2 separate regions of the Mus musculus genome follow, and region 2 is linked to region 1. A link is a contact called in public ChIA-PET data. All regions are on one chromosome and are shown on one strand. Each heading gives the region's core, a stretch centred on a gene start, on an enhancer-like site or on the middle of the called end of the contact. The rest is flanking DNA. Distances are from core to core; before and after follow the strand shown. Region 1 has its middle 6.3 kb from the start of Gm34457. Region 2 has its middle 140 kb from the start of Dmrta1.

Region 1 (6,797 bases), core at 1,327-3,826:
AGTAACTACTATATACATGTGCACATTATTATCAGTGCCCTTGCTTCCTAAAACTACCAGAGCTTAAAAGGTGATTAAACTTTGATTTTACTATTGACTAATTCTTGCTATAGACCTTACCTTTGATATTGATTGTTTTTCAGACAATATTCAGGTTGAAGGAAGCACAATGGGATCTGTCCCTGCGTCCCAGGTATAAGAACATGCTATTAGGATACAGTTTGAAGGGGCTCCCCTCACAGCATCACTGGGACATATAAAGCCCAAGCCACTAGCACACTTGCCCAAATCACATCTCATTTTCAGAGTAAGTCTACCTCAAAGGGACGCTACATTCTGTTCCCAACTTCCTTCCTTGCCTCCTGTGTGGGAATCGCAGAGCATAGTTGGCAGCACCAGCTATAACTCTCTCCTAGTCCTAAAAAGATGTAAGAAGAGTCTCCTTGTTTTGCCTATTGGGCCCTGTTTCTCTTCAGAGACCTCACCGTGCTGTCTTTCCTGCAGAGGCTCTGCTTTAGTCTGCTTTAGTGTTGCAGTGATAAAACACTGGCCAAAGCAACTGGGGTGGGGGCTATTCCGTCATAAAGGGAACTCGGGGCAGAAGCTGGGGAAAGAATCTGGAGGCAGAAACGGAACTGAGATTCACGGAGAAGCATTGCTTACTGGGTTGCTCAGCTTTCTTTTAAAATACAACCTAGGACCAGGTGCCCAGTACCTACCTAGGACCAAATGTCCAAGAATGGCACTCACCACAGTGAGCTGGGCCCTCCCACATAAAAAAAAATGTCATACAGCCATGCCCACTGGCCAATCTGATGGGGGCAATTCCTACACGGAGGGTCTCTCATTCCCAGTGACTTAAGCTTGTGCCAAGTTGACAAAAACTTATCAGCACAGACCTGACATCTCCCCGAAGCTCCTGGCATGCTGCAGCCTGCCAGTCTGTCTGTCTGTCTGTCTGTCTGTCTGTCTGTCTGTATCTTCTAATAAACTCGTTAGTCCCCAGTAGCCTCAGTATCCCCTGAACTGCCTGCCTCACATCCCAACCTACTGTCTCCCCTCTCTAATAAGCCCTGATAAGACCCTGCTGACAGTACTGTATCAATTTTTAAGCTAACAGGTTTCTATGTGCCCAGATTTCCCCCTGGAGGAAATGAATTTGCAGGCACAATAAAGATGTACTGGTGGCCACACAGCCTGCTACTCACCCACTTCCCAGCTTCCTCGGAATAGTTGGGGGGGGGGCAGGGAAGTCTAGCTGTAGGCTTCTGCTAAGAAACCCACCCCGCCCCCCTTCCTCAGAGTTTTAAGTGTCACGCCCTCTGGTCGGGTCTGCTTGACAGGCTGAAAAAGTCTGTAAGCACTCAACGAGGAAAAGAGTTTCAAGGAAGCTCACCTTCTGGAGTTTTGGCGTTCTCATTTAACCATATACTCATACTCTATTCCTGCGTTAGTCTGGTGTATGGGAGCTCTCTTTTAATATTTTATTATAAATGCCTTTTAAGATTAAATTCTGTTATAGTGTTCCAAGGTCCCAGTAGCCTGCAAGCTTGAAATCCGAGCTTAAAATCCCGCAGGAAAGCAAAAAGGAAGTTACCTATTCAGTTACTAATTAAGCATTACAATAGACAGAGCCAGTGGCTCAGCTGGTCTGCAGAAAGAGCCAGGGAATCTCACTGAGATAAAAATCTTCAGTACAGGCTACATTGCATATTAAAAACAAGTTGGTATATTCTCCTGACAAATGGAGATTCTCCAGATACTTAAAAGTTACACTCATATAAGAATTTAGCAAAGCCTAGGAAATTAGGGGGGTTGTGATATTACATTATTCATGAGGCCTGCCAAGAGCAGAAACCCCTGGTGCTAGCCTTCACAAGGTTCAAAGGTATAACACTAGAGTGTGAAATCCTTGCCTGTCACTAAGCTGACCCTAGGCAGAACTACTTTATCTTTACTGTAAACTCTTACCTGGTTCCTGTAAATCCTTTTGAAGTCATTCCTTTGTTTTGTACATGGTAACTTCAATGTACCTTGCCTGCTGTGACTTCCGACCCTTGTATTTTCTGTACTATAAAAAGTTTGATGCTCGACCTGACAGATTACATTCAGATTCTACACAATCTCTCGTGTTGGTCTGTCTGTATTTCCCTCCGACGCTTTGCCCACCTGCCCCAGAGACCCGTTCCACACAGACAAAGGGACCAAGAGGGTCTACAACATTTAAGAAGGTCACAGACTGTCACCTGGGCTTGATTTTTCAGACGACACCTCTTTCCCGTGCTTCCCCCCGCCCCCATACTTTCTGTCTTTGGTGCCGGGGCTTGTGTTCTTCTCAGAGTCCCTACCAGGCAGGCTCTTGTCTGTTCGTACATATGTCTATGGCATCAATAACTCTTCTAAAAAACTTATCCCCCAAAATTCATCTTAGTGCCCCACATTGAGCACCATGCCCAGCCATGATGCAGTCTTAAAAATCAAAGTGAAAGAGACGATGAGTTTTCATAGACTCCTCCCTTTGCCACCTCAGCTGCTGCGCTGTTCTACCAGGTCCGTGCCACATCCTCTCTTCTGCGGTAAACCCCGTATCTGTTTCAGTTCACACTTCCTTTAATAACCCCGATCCTCAACTGTCTCTAAAGTACTGTGTATCTGATCTCCTTTTTATTTATGTCCACAGAGTCTCGGACGGTGTGGCTGAGATGACTGAATTCATATTTTAAACTACGTTAGAGCACTGGATGGACATAGTTAGCTTACAATAATTTTCTCCATTCTCATTTTTAAAAGATATCATTACTATTTTCCAGCATAAGAGCAGATTGCTGTGGGGCCTGCCGATTCCCTTTCTCCAAATTCTAGGCTTCTTCGAGAGGCAGTGTTTTCTCAGCCTTGCAAAGCGTTAGCACTTTGGTGGAGTCCTCAGGGGAGGCCTTATCCTGCCTGCTGGGTTAGTGCTCTCCTGACTGCGGTCAGAGGTCAGAGTGCCAGTCTCCTGTGGTTGGTTTGACCCTTTCCTTCTCTCCCCACAACTGTTCACATCTGGGTCAAACTGAAAATCATCAGCTGGAGAAGGTCTTCCAGACCGAGGGCTGTTCATAGAGTCCTAAGAGGAATCTCTCTGTTCCTCGAGGAAGTTGCCATCTTAGTGCCTTGGTGCATTTCAACATTTTTCTTCCTTCCTCTTTTCCCTTAGCTCTGGGTTTTGGTAACTCCCTGCCATTTCTCAGGAGAAGTTGACTCCCCTTTTCATTTTCATGACATTTGGACTTCTATTTGTTTCTCTTTCCCCACAAAATGACAGAGTTTTTCTTTCTATGAACATTGAAAGGAGAAATAAAATTTTCTATCTTGAAAAAAAAATTTTTTTTAAAGGCCCAGCCCTTTGTGGCTCCTTCCATGCCTTCACTCCTTCCGTGCCTTTAGCCTTCATTAAGCTCAATGTGACCCAGGAAGTGATATAAGAACAGCACAGCACTCCAAGTCAAAGCACCTCTAAGTAAAAATAGCTCATAGAATTTATTATGTTATTGTTATTTAAATTTAAAATAAAAAGCATGAATAAAGCAAGTTTCATTCTTGAACATGTATGTTCTCCTGGTGTCCTTTATTGCTACAATGAATCACAGAGAGACAAACAAACCAAAGAGAGTCATCAGGAACTGGGGGCAACTAGATTCTCTTGATAAAAACTTAAATTTTAAAAAAGGGATGTTTTGAACCTTCTTAGAACTTTTGTTTCCGGTAGTTTATTTTACTTACCTAATCTTAGTCAAACATAAACTATCGAGAGTCGTGCAATTTTCTTCAACCAAATTAATTCCAAGCTTACAAAGGATAAGCACTGGTTATACAAGGACAAGATATTTTAAAATCCTTTTTGTATACGTAAAGCCTACTGTACCTGACCCTATGCCAATACACTTTGGTGACATAGACTTGCAAGGAGAAACACTGTCACCTATGCGCCTAGCTCACAAAATAATGAAACTTGTTCAATCATTACCTAAGAGAGTTCAACAATAAAAGTTGTGTGTGGCAAAATAAAAATTGGCGATTGAATGTAAAATATTGCAACAAGTGCTTCATTTACCTACTCAGACAGAGCAAATGTTTGCTCTCGCCATCAGAAGGCTGTTGACATCTTTGATAGCTAGGGTCCCGCCAAAGGAGAAGAGAAAGTAATACCATGAGAGCCAGGCTCTTTCAGGAAAACACTATAGGGTTAGGGGCAAAGACTTAGAGTTTTTATCATTTTTGTAACAAAGACACAAGTCCCCTTCTGTAAAGCTGAGAGAACTGTCAGGTGTGATAAGCACCTTGGGAGTAGACCTGCTGGGGACCCGATGTTCTTGTTGGACTGGAGTCTCCCTAAGCACCTAAAGAGAATGTGGGTGGTTTTCAGGATGACTGGGACCTAGGAGTGGGGATGGAGATAGCATAGTTGACCTCAGTTTAAAAATGTGGGCAGAGGGCGAAGTATTAATCCCAGCCTTGTGGCTCCTTTAAAGTACAGCCACGTGCCCCGAGTAGATGTGTTTAAGGACAGAAGACACCAGAGATCATTTACCAGGAGCCAGCAGGCTCTGCTGTAAGTTACACAACAGTGAGCAAAAATCTCATTCCAAGAAAGTTTCTTGATGCAGGTAGTGTATTAAATCCCTAAATTTGGAATGCTGAGGAGGGAGGGGAGGATTTCTGAAAGTTCTAGGTCAGCTGGAGATGTTGAGGAAGATGTTGATTTTTAAAAAAGATACCACCCAACAACAATATAAGTCCCCAACTAAACACAGAAACCTGTTATGGTGAGAATTCTAGGTAAAAGGGGAGGTGAGAATGAGGACCCAAAGCTTCTCATAGGCCAAGAAGAGTGATGTTTGCATGTGGGATAGAAGTGATTCAGTGTGTAAGTGTGCTTGTGAACACACACACACCTGGCCACAAGCTTAGAGTATTTCTCATTGAGGGGTAAGTATCCATTTGAATTGGCATATCTGAAATTTACTGGAAATATTAACTTTAATAATGTAATCAGTAGCCTGAATGGATGTCACTGTCTTAGTCATATGAAAAATTCACAAATGAGAACAAAGTTCAAGCTTAGATAAATGTTCAGAAAATGCAAACTGTGTGTTCCCTGTTTAAGAATTTTACACACACACACACACACACACACACACACACACACACACACACACACACACACACACACACACACACACACACACGCAGGGTATCTTCACAGAACGTAGAATCCCGTTCACTCCACTGCCATCCTCTTCTCACAGCGTCATTTCCCCATAGTCCTCCTGCTCCATCTGCTGGCCGCTCTGGTGATGTGCAGCTTGGTCCTGCTGGATTTCTGGGCTGTGACTTGCCTCAAAACTCTTGTTTAGCAGGAAAACATTTGTGCTCCTGGGCCAAATAAAAATTTCCCCTTCCTAGTGTCTGAAGGAGAGAAGGGACTTCAGATTCCCCCAAGGCACAGTGATCGCCGGATTCAGAAGTCCCATGGTGGAAGAGTGAACCAACTCCTGAATACTGTCTTCTGCTTGTCATATGTATGACATGATGCATGTGTTCACACACTTACATGAATAAATATACAAACACTAAGAACGAAGGGATGGGGCTCTTGGAGCAGAAAGTGCATTAATGTCCCCTGAATGTTATTTTGGTATCTTTCCTGTATATTCTCTCTAGTGAGTCCTCTACAAACTGAGCTGTCTCAGAATACCAAAGTGTTTGTCTGCTGAGTGTCACAGGGCGCTCTGCTTGTTGAAGCTGGAACCGCGTGAAAGCCTGGGTTAAACTCTGGAAAGAGGAAAACACACCATTCCTCTGGCAGAGTGATCCCTGTGCAGTCAGTGATGTGCACGCCCCCGCATAGGGGCTCTCCCACGGTGCGGACCAATATGCACCCACAGGCACTGGCGCCGCACGGGTGCCTTTCCTCTCCACCAGCTTTCTCGCCCAAAGAATCCGCTTATTCCCCTGCCGCAGTGTTTTCCTGTCTCCATGTGCCGCCCATCCGCACAGGTGTTTCGCTTTCCTTGTGACTCTGAGTTTCTTTGAAAAGTGAAAAACCACGGGAAAAAAGCGAAAGTTTCGGGCAACTGCTGAGAGTGGTATGTGCTTGTTTGTGAGATGTGCTTTTGGGGCGGAAGGAATGACCCGCTACAGTGACGTCATAGAGGCAGGAAACCGCGCGTAGCTGATATCCACGCCCCCTGCCCCCCCCCCCCCCCCCCCCGTTATCCTCATCCCAGAAGGCAGCACAGAGGACTATCTGGTTGGCTGGCTCCAAAAGGCACAGGAGGTCCTTTCTTAACAAAAACTGACCCAGTGCCAGAATATTCTTTGTCTGTCATTCTTTGAGATTATTTTATAAAACATCAAGTCTCCATATGCACCATACGTGCGTGCAATTTGGGCAATGAGCAGCTGTAGGGAGAAAGGAAAGAATGGGTTTTTGGACCTCCTACCTGCTGTGAAGTCACAGCACCTGACACCACCCTTAACTACACTGTGGAAGGGAGCCCAAGGAACTAAGAGCAAGGCTGCAGAGGAAAGTATCATGTTTGACTGATAAACGAATTCTTCTTAAATATCATATCCCATTGTTTTTTTGGTTTGTTTGTTTGTTTGTTTGTTTGTTTTTCCGAGATAGGGTTTCTCTGTCCTGGAACTCACTTTGTAGACCAGGCTGGCCTAGCACTCAGAAATCCGCCTGCCTCTGCCTCCCCCACGCCCGGCTAGCCCATTGATTTTTTAATTGGATATTTTCTTTATTTACA
Region 2 (6,797 bases), core at 2,690-5,189, 690 kb after region 1:
GACAGAGACAGAGACAGAGAGAGAAACACATAAAAACCCAACAAACTGAGTCCATTTAGTGTGGGCGTCTGCCTGTTGAGACAATGTGATTCCACACTGACTTCTGGACACTGGAGTATAACTGTTGCATTTACTTTTTCTACTCACTTAAGAAAAGAAACATTCTCTATGCTCAAAATCAGGTTGAAAGGTCAAATTAATAAAACAAAATCTGACTCTCAAAGAAGTTGGACTTAGAATAACATGTAAGGTACACAATGTGTCCTTGCTGCATTCTACTGTGCCCAGATACCCTTGCGCTTGATCAGAGGAACATCCAGGAGCAGGGAAGGGAGCCTGTGCTTGTCTATGGCATACATTACACTTTCGGTTTTTAAGCACGCGTCTTCTTGTTCTTTAACTAGGGAACTTCGTTTCTAGTTTTTCCGTCAGAATGGCTCCATATCTTGAATGCAGTGACTTCGCTTTAAAAACCACCATATTCCTTTTCTGGTTAGCTATTATTGCCATCTTGTGAAGCTTGGTTCAGTGGGAATTGAGGGTGAGTATAATTCTGTAGTCAGCTGTAGGGGGTGTGGCTTGGAACCTTGAACTATCTTACATGAAGTACATGTGGTTTTATATGAACTGATGACTCCTGATGTCAGGCAAATTCACACTTTTAATTTGCCAAAAAGGTTTCATATTGCCATCAGGGTTCCTATGCCAAACTCTCAAGTGAGGACCCTGAGGCTTACGGAGTTGAAATAGTAAGTTGATAATGGGAGAGACTGTGCCTTACACGCTTCCTTTATTTGGACTTCCAAGTTCTTCAAGGTGCTTCTTTTTAAAGTCATTTCATTATTTCCTATGTATGTGGCTGGCAAGTTGAAGGATCATGTGAAGCATGTGATAGTTGGCCGTGATGTTTATCGCCATGATTTAGTATCTCCTAGCTCTCTCATTTCAGTTTTGCTCATTGGCTAAACATCCCTCCCGCAGATCGCTTCTTGACCAGGATTTGTCTGAATTATGCTTGAGAACCAGTATTCTTTCATGAGGAAAATAGATCTTTCTGTTTTTATGATCTCTATCTGAATTACTGCTCCTGTTTCGTGTCGCTTCTTAGAAGAACAGTTCGTCCGTGAAAGGTCGTTTCACGTCAGCTTTGCAGAAGCGGCCCCTTACATCACAGGAAGTAGGTGTGTAGATGTATAGCACCTCAGAGTTATCAAGCAAACCTTACTGCCAAGAGTGCCCGAGACAGGGTCTCTTCTGCTTACAAATGCTGTCACTTCTCCATTCCCACAGCCTAGAATAGTGCCTGGCATTGGGATCCCTGCCTAACTGATTCATTTCAAAATATTACATGCAGGCTCTGTGGATCAAAAACTTGTTTCTTGGAAGGTGGTTCCTCTCTTACTGCTGTCCTCACATTCTATCCTGTTTAATATGTACTAAAGAACATATCTCCTCTGATTTTGTTTTTCTGTTTTGTCTTGTTCTGTTTTTGGGTTGAATTCTTTCACAGACCTGCCTCTTACCACAGTTTTCTTGGGCCTGGACAAGAAGGACCAGGAACTTTACCTCTTGGGATCGTAGAAGTGGCAACCTTTGGGGCTGGAGATAGCAGAGGTTTCAGGCTGGAGCATCCCTGGTATTATCAGACGTTTCCCTTCTTGACTAGGGAATTCTCAGAGTCATGTCTTGTCTCAGAGATGCCTGATGCCTTTTGGCCAGGTCACCTTAATGGGACTTCAAGGCTTCCCTGCTGTGACACAGGGACAGCCTAGGGACTCTCTTTTTCTGCTTCCAGCCCTCTAGAGGACTCTTTTGAGCCACAGAGGCCACAATATCTGGGCTAGGCAACACTAATGAAATCCAGTCTTCTTGAAGACAAGTCCTGCCATGATAAAGGGTGATGTTCCCAGAATGTTTAACAGATCTTTCAGTCACAATGTCATCCTTTCAAGGCAGCACTTTGCTGGGACCTAAACCCTGGAGACTGATGGGTTTGCTGCAGGGCTATTGTCTTCTGTCTAGTTCTCTTTCTCCAGATCCAGGGGCAGCTGCTGGGTGGGCCAGATTTCTCTTGTGTTTCTTTTTTTCTCTCCTCAGCCAGGCCTCCCGAGACTGTGCTCATCTGAGGATGTTCTTGTATCATTAGAGCATCTCAGATTCTAGCTACTTGCATGGCAGTTATGCTTCAGAGACCGTTTGTGTCTCTGAACCCTTCTTTGTCCCGTGTAAGTTCATCAAGAATCAGGGATCAGGGATGAGTATAAGGGTTGGGCACTTGTTGTTCAAGAAGACTCCTGGACGTATAAACATAATTCCCAAGACTCATAGACTCAAGACCTCAATACTTGATTCGAGTCCCCTCGTGTGCACCCACAACCTTTCCACCATTTTCCAAAAATCTTTTCTCATGTTTTCCTCTTGATAAGAAAGCATCAGCTCCCTACTTAGAAAATTCACTCCTTATCTGGTTATATGGGGTAGCCTCATAGGTTTCATTTGGAGTGAGATCAGTTTCTAAAATTTTCTTAGAACTCTAAGTCTGCCATCACAGTACAAGCCTAGTCCTAGGTGTCTGATCATTGTACTACCAGCAAGCTCACTTCATTTGTCTTCCTAAACACACTGGATGCTGCTTTTAAAACACCCAGACACACTGCATGCTGGTTTTAAAACTTCTGTTTGACCCTCTCCTATTTCCTCTTTGTTCCTGAATCCCTATTCCCCAACCATCAGTGTGAATGGAACCTATGTAAGTTGTGCCAAGGTGGCAGTAACAGAAGGCCACTTGGAGCTGTCAAAATTCCCTACATTCTGGTGACTTAAATACAGATAGAACTCACACCAACAGATGGATCCCTCTTATGAGTCTTAACAATGAGATTATAAAACACTCTTTAAAAGGATTTGCCAAACACATCATTTTGTCATATCAGGGGCAGTCTTTGAGAGACTCTAATAGGCAGGACTCATTTTCTATAAAACACATTGAGTTATGGCATAAGTCAAACCCTTTTTCTGATTCCAAACCTAGATTACTTATGTCTAAGCCTTCAGGTCTCTATTCTGGGTATAACACATAGCTAAATTACACTCCTAAAACTTGGAAACTGGACGGGCTCATCAATGCCTCAAAAGTCTGTCAAAGGACTTCTGACTCCAAGAGTTTATTAGTTCACAGTCAGTATATTTTGGGCCGAATTTGTGAATCAAATACTAATTGAAAAAAGTACAAAGACTATATGCTCAGTGGAGAGCTCACTGAGACACAAACCAAAACCCTTTTATGGACCCTCCTCTATAAGATGTCTTAACTCCCTTAATGGGCAATCATAGTCTCCACTTTCCTAGGTTCTGTGAGAAACATAACACATTACAACTTTTCATTTACTGCCTGCTGAACATGATTTAGTGGTCCCTCTAGGGCCTGAGCCTATCTCTGCCTTCTCAGGTACTGAGCAGGAGCATGGATTGTGACATCTGTCCTTCCCAGAGTCACATTTACTCAGGACTATACACTCTTGTCTTGACAGTTTCTCTTGCCTCAACAAAAAGAGCAGCGCCTACTTCGTTGTTAGTAGTCCGGACTTCACCTTCACTGTGTGTACAGAAACAGGGGTTCTTATGAACTCTGCCGTTTGCTATTCAAACACTCTAGAACTCAGAAACCAAATAATTATGCTAGCCCAAGGCCTTTCACAGGTACACGAGGTGCTAAATCTACTTCATAGCAGTTGGCCTTCAGAACTTCTTGGCTCTTGGTTTGTGGCTGCTGTTCAAGGTGGACACTGCACCACACACACAAAAAAGTAAGTAGGTTGCTTGCTTATGATAATAAATCTGGACAGATACAAAAACAATCAACACAATATCATCAAACATGCTGATGAGGCTTGGGTACAAGGATCAAAGGGAACGTTTGAATGGCGAGACTTTGAAACAAGTGAGAAAATGTGGTTTCCTGTTGATCTACTTTCTGGGGGTGCTTGTAGTCAGTTGTCTGCTTCCTGCATTTTGTTCCTGCATTTTAAACTTATGTGTCAAGTTTGTTTCCTCTGTGCTTCAACAGATCTATCTCTAAGGCTTTTATCCCTTACCCTCAGAAGTCTCTCTCCCTCCAAGTCCCCTGGGCCAGGAATGCAGACCTTCTAACAAAAACCACTCCAAACTGTAGTTCTTATTTTATAGCCTAGCATGGAATCTCTGCTAGAGTAACACATGATACATATGGGCCAGTGTGTTCCTTCTGCTTGGCTCAGAGAAGCCATTGAAGAAAAGGCCTCCAACCAGCTCTCTGGTAATTGGTTTGTTACACTGACAAGGTGGAATGTAGACGCAAGGCTATGATTAGAAAAACAGAAAGAAAACAGGTCTTTAGTTCAACTCTGGTTCAGAAAGTGCCCCCCCAAAAAACAAAAACAAAAACAAAAACCCAGACCTGTTCTACTCCTGTTGAGACCAATGAAAAGGTAGAGTATCATAGGCCTGTAAAACACCAACCAAGTGTATACATGGATGGGTCCATGGCTCCAGCTGCATATGTAGCAGAGGACTGCTTTATCTGGCATCAATGAGAGAGAAGGCCCTTGGTCCTGTGAAGGTTTGTTGTCCCAGTGTATGGGGATGCTAGAGGGGTGAGGTGGGAGTGGGTGGGTGGATGGAGGAGCACCCTCTTAGAGGCAAAGGAGAGGGGATGGAATGTGGGGTTTGTGGAGGGGAGACCTGGGAAGGGAGACAACACTTGAAATGTAAACAAATAAAATAACAAATTAATTTAAAAAAAATAAAAGAGAGAATGGCCTGTAACCTGGCTGTCACGAAGTGCAGCATTGCAAACCCATGCAAGAGCAGAGCACTGACCAGTCAGAGCTGTCCTCCTTTCCACTGTGTGACTAGAATGAGGGAGACCGAGTGCGTAGTAGCTTCTGCTAACCAAACAGGAAGGCTCCTAATTAGAAAACTCTCATCTTATCTTACGAGCCCATGCTGGCAGTTCTAATACTCCCATTGAAATGTGGCTAACAAACTTGTCAACTGTTTCAAGGAAAAAACACATAAACCAATCTCAGACAAGCCATTTCCTAAAGTTTCTAAGCTTAACAACTGTGTAAAGCGCTGGGCGGTGGTGGTGCACGCCTTTAATCCCAGCACTCAGGGGGCAGAGGCAGGCAGATTTCTGAGTTCGAGGCCAGCCTGGTCTACAGAGTGAGTTCCAGGACAGCCAGGGCTACAACAGAGAAACCCTGTCTCGAAAAACAAAAACAAAAACAAAACAAAACAAAACAAAACAAAACAAAACAAATCTCAACTGTGTAAAGCAAAAAAAGCCAAAAAGCTGGGGGAGGGGGGAATTTAAAACTAGAACCCCAAAGATGCTTAAACTTAGAATCATGCATGGCACAAAACTAGGGAAAATTAGAAAAAAAAAAGGTAAAAGAAAGTTCACTGTACATAAATCTATTATGCACACAATTGGACGTTTCAGGACTATTAAAGCCCAAGACACTTTAAACCACTTTTTACACATTTATTTCTAAATATTGATGGGTTGTTTCTAGCGGAAATGTTTTTGTTGCTGCACACACACACACACACACACACACACACACACACGCACACACACCCTGTAATGCTGACAGAGGGAAATGCATGGCTCTGTGGTCTTAACAGCTCAAGCAATACCTTTCTTCCAATTTCTGTACCCTTCTTCTATATCATTAGGCACTAATTGCCCCATTATAGTGCTTTGGGACAGTCTTAAAATTGTGCCCCAGGCTTTTCAGCAAATTCAGCTTTAAAGTAAATGTCCCCAGCAGTCAGAGAATTATTTACTAAACACAGTACAGAGTTTCTTCTCGAACGAAGGCTTAAGCCCTTACACACTTGCTAAGTCTCTGTTACAAAATCTGTGGGTCCTTAGTGGGGAAATTGCTGTTTCTCATTACTCGCCCTTCTTCCCCACAAGCATCAAAGTGAAAAAGGAACCTTTTGCACTCAGCGTCCACAGATCCACACAGTTATCTTTAACCCATCTGAGGTTTCTTTATATTTAATCATTTTGAAGAAGGGGAAGCGAGAGACTCTGAATTGAGCCATTATTTATAAGGAGAGTTAGGCCCTTTAAAATTATTCTTGGTGTGAAAATGCATAAAGCTATACACGATCCAAAGAATTTGAATGTGTTTTAAATCATTCCATTACACGAAGATACTCCTTAAAAAACAATCATGGGATGGAAATTCCTGTCAAATGCTGCACACTGACAACAAATAACCAGTGGGGACCGCCTGAGGAGTCGTCTCACACCGTTCTGGATGTTCTCATCGGTCCTTGGTGACTTCTAGTCCTGAGAAAACTCTGGGTTTTCACGTGGGCTCGCAGTAGAGCATGCTGCTCCGTCCGGAGCGATGAGAGACTGAGCATCCAGAATCCTAGTAAATGAAAACAGCGGTGCAACTTAAAGTATTTACAGAAGATACGCGGCATAAGACGGCAGTCTCAAATGCCAAAGCAGGATGGAAGGTAGATGAAAATTTACAATTTGGGACATATTTTTTAAAAGCTAGATTAAAAAAAAATCATGTGTTGAAATATTTGAAAAAAAAAACCCTAATTTATCTCTTATGGTCATTTGGGCTTTCAGATTTAGAGTATGCTAAATGTAAGTTAGCCCACATCACCTGTCACTTGAGTATGGCTCATCTGTAGCACACACTGTCATACAGTTTGCCTCTCTTGATCTCTAATCAAAGATTAATGGAATAGATTGTATTGATAATTAGAAACGAGACATCAAACCA

The links. ChIA-PET counts read pairs in DNA pulled down with a chosen protein or histone mark.
Region 2: a contact with region 1 is called in an RNA polymerase II ChIA-PET map of memory CD8 T cells, with 8 read pairs. The contact joins two enhancer-like sites. A contact is called at or near these places in 1 of 39 promoter capture datasets (cranial neural crest), 1 of 484 Hi-C or Micro-C datasets (CD4 T cells) and 1 of 115 datasets of contacts at active chromatin or transcription factors (memory CD8 T cells).

What each region holds. Positions count from the first base shown.
Region 1 is chr4:88,862,230-88,869,026 of GRCm38.p6, forward strand. No RefSeq gene overlaps it. Among named protein-coding and RNA genes, the nearest start is that of Gm34457, 6.3 kb to the right of the region's middle. Within about 2 kb of position 2,577, at least 120 of the 459 cell types and tissues checked have an H3K27ac peak or open chromatin away from gene starts, as enhancers often do. A contact at or near this core is called in memory CD8 T cells, where this site is marked.
Region 2 is chr4:89,546,777-89,553,573 of GRCm38.p6, forward strand. No RefSeq gene overlaps it. Among named protein-coding and RNA genes, the nearest start is that of Dmrta1, 140 kb to the right of the region's middle. Within about 2 kb of position 3,940, at least 27 of the 459 cell types and tissues checked have an H3K27ac peak or open chromatin away from gene starts, as enhancers often do. A contact at or near this core is called in memory CD8 T cells, where this site is marked.